Regions from separate parts of the Mus musculus genome. Here region 1 is linked to region 2. Evidence: chromatin contacts called from public Hi-C data. All regions are on one chromosome and are shown on one strand. The core of a region is the stretch at or near the end of the contact, and the rest is flanking DNA. Distances in the headings are between cores, read along the strand shown.

Region 1 (2,700 bases), core at 138-2,637, 600 kb before region 2:
GTCCATGCTTCTTATTAAAGCCCTTTATACACCTTCCTTACATTTTTTTTTTTCATTTTTCTTCCACTTCAGTAAGATTGTGCTTGAGTGCAGATGGAATGACAAATTGAGACAGGCAGATGCTAAGGAGCCTCAAGGGACAACACTGAAGCATGAGCTGCTGGTGTCCTCTATGGACACTCAGATCCACCCACCAGTTCTTCTCTGCTGGTACTATGTGTGAGGAGAGACTAGCAAGACAAGCCCACCCACGCCTGCTCTCAGAGCTTCCTCTTTGTGCCTGTTGTTTCCTGAAGCCCCCGCTTGCACGGCGATTTGCAGATATGATGCCTGTATTTCTCTATTTTGTTTTACCTTGTATTCTTACAATGCATTTATTTTCTACACTGGCTATGGGTACGTCTGGATACACACAGATAAATGCTTGATTTTCTCTCCCATTCTGCAATGGTTTTTCTCCTTTTCCACCACCCCTGGGTTTTTTGTTTGTTTGTTTGTTTCTGTTGTTTCCAGAGAAGATCAAACCTGGTCCATTTCAGGGCCACTACATTCTGCTGTCCTTGCAGATCCTCTTCAGACACACCAGCTCTAGCCTTCCCTCCAAGAGAGAGGCACACTCTCTCAAGTTTCTCTTTTCTGTCTTCTTCATATACTTAATATTATTTAAATTGAATGTGTTGTTTGCTGTTTTGTGTAATTACCTATCTGTTCCATGAGGGCAAAAACCCCTTAAGAAGCCCCTTTGTCTGCCTCAAGTTAGCTGCATTATGGCAGGCTTAGGTTCCTCAGCAAACATTTATTCAATGAGTTAACGTGAGTTATTTTTCCAAATATGCTTTGTTCCCTTCTGTGCACGATCATGCTTTCATAAGATTGACAGAAGTAGCTGATGCTGCCAGGATCTCAGCGTGGCTTAGTTGCTCTGATCCAAGTACTCTGTGAAGCTCTCTGCTTGTCTGTAGATTTATCTACGCATCTACGGACTGAGGTACCAGCATGCCTAAATGAAGCACCAACTACATACTCAGCTTGATCATCTGTCTGTCTGTCCAACTAACCACCTCCCTATCCACGCATGCTTACGTAAGAAGCACAGAGTCTATAACAAGCCCTGGTCCCAGCACAGGACTGCTTCTTTCTAGCGCCAGCCGGTGTTCTGGGGCAAACATAATCAGACACTCAGTTGGACAATTCAGACCAGATTTGCTGTGAGAACTTGGGAAGAGATTAGCCAGAAGACCCCCTGTAGGAATCGTGGGTTAAGAGAGGGGTAGAGAAGAAATAATAAAGAAGGAAGCTGAGTAGATGGCAGGAAAGACCATAAGGTGGGCCTTGGGCTGTGGAGAGAGAGGCACGGCAGCTCTGCAGTGACAAGGCCATCGGCGAGTGGCCAATCGTGTGCCATGGCCAAGTGGAATAAACAAACAGCCCTGAGTTAGAGGGCCAGCGAGCTACTGAAGAAGGCCATGGGGCTCCGCAATGGGAGGAGAGACTAACATTAAAAATAGAGGGCTCACCAGGGCTAGGCAGGCTGGGCGTGTGGGAGCACCGGACCTGACAGAGAGCAGGAACCATCATCTAAAACCTCCAAATCAGGCAATAGGTAGAGTTGTCCTGCAATAGGGGGCTTTCCAGAAGAAACCGGCTTCCTCTACAGCTGAGCGAATAAGGTGAAATTCACAAACAGGGAAGGGAAGGGAGGGGGAGGGGAGGGCAGGGGAAGGGAAGGGAGGGGGAGTGGAAGGGAAAGGGGGAGGGGGAGTGGAAGGGAAAGGGGAAGGAAGGGAAGGGAGTGGAAGGGAAAGGGGGAGGAGGAGGGGAGTGGAGGGAAGGGGGGAGGGGAGGGGAGGGGAGGGGAGGGGAGGGAAGGGAAGGGAGCTCCTGCAGCCAGCCCTCCTGCATTCATACCCTGTCTTTTAAAAAGCTCCAACAATCTGCACTATAATGCTATGGTATTTAAATGAGGCCATACTTTTAAACGAAAAGGAGCCATGCAGGAGCATGTAAGGAGTCCTGCACCATCACCAGCAGCACCATACTGCCCAGAGCCAGTCTCCCGGATGCATGCCCTTCCTCAGACCCAGAGCACAGTTAACCAGGCCACTGAGAGCATGGGTCAGCTGGCTCCCTCTACAACACAGGGTGCTCCAGCACTTCCCCAAAGGACACTTCCCCCTCCTGACCAGATTTTCCCTCAGGGAATTTGTAAAGTCAACCTCAGATGACTCAGTGTGGATCAGCTTATGAATCTCATTAATTGAACAAACATTAAATCAAGGTAAATTAAAACGGTCCTGGTCACAAGCCTCCATTGGTCTCCAATCTGCACCATTTAGGTCTACCACCCCAGGAGATCTTGCACAGCAAGCAGCACACTGGGAATGGGAAGATGTGAGACATTGTAACCGTTGGCTGTCTGCTTCAGTTGTGACAAGCTCCCATCCTGAGAATTTAAATGCAGACTGAAAGACTCATTCACTCAAATTCTTGGTGGTTTACTTTCTTGTCTTCTCCTCCTCCTCCTCCTCCTCCTCCTCCTCCTCCTCCTCCTCCTCCTCCTCCTCCTCCTCCTCCCCCCTTCCCCCCTCCCTCTCTCTCTGGACAGGGCTGCATATACTCCTGGTCTGTGTGATACCAGAGATCAAAGCCAGGGCTTTGTACAAGCTAAGTGAGCAGCCTTCCAACCTGGCCACACCCCCA
Region 2 (2,958 bases), core at 57-2,556:
AGTGTGGGTCCTTTGGTCCTTCTTAGAAAGAGGAACAAAACACTCACGGGAGCAAATATGGAGAGAAAGTGAGGAGCAGAGACTGAAGGAAAGGCCATCCAGTGACTGCCACACCTGGGGATCTATCCCAGATACAGTCACCAACTCCGACACTATTGTGGATGCTAAGAAATGCTTGCTGACAGGAGCCTGATACAGCTGTGTCCTGAGAGGCTCTGCCAGAGCCTGACAAATACAGAGGCAGATGCTCGAAGCCAACCTTAGCACTGAGTGCGGGGGGGGGGGGGGTCCCCAGTGGAGGAGTTAGAGAAAGAACTGAAGGAGTTGAAGGGGTTTGCAACCCCATAGGAAGAACAACAATATCAACCAACCAGACTCCCCAGAGCTCTCAGGGACTAAGCCACCAACAAAGGAGTACACATGGCTCCTGCGGCATATATAGCAGAGGATGGCCTTGTCATGCATCAATGGGAGGGGAGGTCCTTGGTTCTCTGAAAACTTAATAGATGCCTCAGTGTAGGGGAATTGAGGGCGGGGAGGCGGGAGTGGGTGGGTGGGTGGAGAGAGGAACACCCTCATAGAAGCAGGGGGAGAGGGTATGAAATAGGGGTTTTCTGGAAGGGGAGGAAAACTGGGTAAAGGGATAACACTTGAAATGTAAATAAATTTAAAAAAAAAAAGATTCAGAAACTTATAAGCAATTACTTCATCAGCCTTTCTGACCCTTCCTGTCAAACCCCTTGTTTCCACCAGACACTGAATATGTACCTACTGTGTGCAAACTGTTGGCCATAGTTCTATGTGGGCCTCACAGACAAAGAATAGTTGGTGCCCTTAGGAAAATGCCCATAGGAAGCAGACTGGTGCAGCTCTCTGGTCAGGAACACTAGCATGGCTTTGCTGGTCCTTGAGTCCCTAGGGGTGGGCAGATGTGACTAGAACAGGCCTCTGAAGAGGGCTGTGGGCAGGTGCGGCTGCTAGGAGAAAGCTTCTTAGAGCATTAGCTCTCTGCCGGTTCCAGACCCAAGAACAGGCTGACTTGGCCTCAGCCACCAGCATCCAGCTGGTCACGTGCTTCAGGCAGCTGCTCTTTGTTTTTATCCTTCACCTGGCCTCTCTGGCCTCTCCGGTTTCTCTGGGGACAAATTCCAGAGTTTTGGAGTTCTGCTTGGTCACCCAAGGACAGACCCTTTAAGAACTTCCAGTCCAGTGCTAGGGACATCGTGTCCTAAGGGTCCTTCTGCCCATCTCCAGAGTGGTAATTAACCGTCCCTGGTAAGCCAGCATTACGTAAGAGGATTATGAAACTAACAGAAGGGTCTGCGATCTGTATCTATAAATAGGCACAAATATCATTACTGCGCCACTGTGAGGTTCAGAGCCATCTAGCGGTAGAAAATTGTATGTGCAGCTCTTGCAAATCCGCTCGAAAAATTATTCTTTTATGTTCTAAATGTGACACTTTGTACATAACTAGACCCAGAGCCTCCGGGTTAAACTATGTTGAGAGAAAAAAGGGGGAGTCCCTGTTTTTAACTTTTAGAGGTCATATCCTTAATAAAGGAAGTCCCGCCCTTTACATGGTGTGTAACTGAGAAATTCCAATGTGGTGACTGTATTTATGCGAGCCTCCTTTTCGCGTTCGCGAACCCAGATGCACGACTGTTTCGATGCTATTAGATCTGTCCCAATTTCATATTGACTGCCGCTGATTAACATGTCCGTGGGCCCGAGAATATTCTTTAAACCTGAGCGTGGTTGTCTCCTCCACACACAGTGCTGTTTCCTGTTTTGTTTCTCCTGCCTCAGTCAGAAGACTGGGTGGGGCCTGTTACTGAAAACCAGAAAAAGGACCACAGCAACGCATCTTTCAATGGCTTTTGAGTTTCGATAGAGTTGAACTTTTAGGAATCATAAGAATTGAAGACATAAACTAAATGTGCAAAGTGTGTGTGTGTGTGTGTGTGTGTGTGTGTGTGTGTAATGAACTTTGGGAAAGTGTATAACACAGAGTCAGAGAAGTGCAGGCATTACAAACTGTTCAACCTTGTTACACTCTGATACTGTATTCTGAAGACACCAGGTCAGGTTACAGTTCCAGCAGCACTATGTATGTGTATGCATTTGTGCATACATGTGTGTACATGTGTACACGTGTGTATACGTGCATGTATGTGCATGAATGTGCTGTGCGCACATATGTAGGAATATGTGTACGTGTGTACATGAGTATGTGTGCATGTGTGTGCCCATGTGTGTGCCCATATGTGTGTAGTGCACTTATGATGTAGATCCTCATCCACACCCAAAGGAACCCCCTGGCCAGCTGGATCCCCATCACTGAGCCCTGAAACCAGAAATGCTTTCCATTGTTCAGTCATAGAATGGGAGGGTGTGTTTGAGAGAATAAATCCCAAACATACCTCCGTTTTACCGGGGGAGGGGAGAGAATGAATATGCAAATTAGAACTAAATTGGATGAAAACTATGGTAAACATGTTATTTTTAGTGCTTACATTTGTGGATGAACATACCTGCTACTTAGTCACTAGGGAAAACAGAGTCTTTTAAATATGACTCAAAGCTGGGAAGAATCGAGCACACCTCTGATCCTGGCACTCAGGAGGCAGTAGAGGTGGATCTCTGAGTTCCAAACCAGCCTGGTCTACAGAAAAGGTTTCGAACACAGCAGGGACCACACAGAAACCCTGTCTTGAAAATAATAATTATAATGATAATAACTATGACTCAAGACACTTTGAGGAAAAGAACCATTCTCCATGACTGTCCCCCATAGGAGGGGAAGGAGAGGAGAGAAGGGGAACGAGGAAGAGGGGGAGGAGGGGAGGGGAGGGGAGAGGAGGAGAGGGTGAAGGTGCAACAGAGAAACACTTGTATAACTTGTACATTAGTCAGAACAGATGGCAGTCTCAAATGGCTAGTTTATAAAACTGTAAG

Evidence for each region. A called contact is a pair of places that touch in the nucleus more often than the background predicts.
Region 1: a contact with region 2 is called in a Hi-C map of cerebellum, with 1.7 times the contacts expected there. The contact joins two enhancer-like sites. A contact is called at or near these places in 4 of 484 Hi-C or Micro-C datasets (the N1E-115 cell line, cerebellum, embryonic fibroblasts and 1 more), 1 of 115 datasets of contacts at active chromatin or transcription factors (pancreatic cancer cells) and 1 of 9 other capture datasets (embryonic stem cells).

The regions. Positions count from the first base shown.
Region 1 is chr15:37,319,983-37,322,682 of GRCm38.p6, reverse strand. All of the region lies in intron 8 of Grhl2 (grainyhead like transcription factor 2), which reads right to left. Among named protein-coding and RNA genes, the nearest start is that of Gm16136, 88 kb to the right of the region's middle. Within about 2 kb of position 1,387, at least 14 of the 459 cell types and tissues checked have an H3K27ac peak or open chromatin away from gene starts, as enhancers often do. A contact at or near this core is called in cerebellum, where this site is marked.
Region 2 is chr15:36,714,674-36,717,631 of GRCm38.p6, reverse strand. No RefSeq gene overlaps it. Among named protein-coding and RNA genes, the nearest start is that of Gm41296, 6.5 kb to the right of the region's middle. Within about 2 kb of position 1,306, at least 343 of the 459 cell types and tissues checked have an H3K27ac peak or open chromatin away from gene starts, as enhancers often do. A contact at or near this core is called in cerebellum, where this site is marked.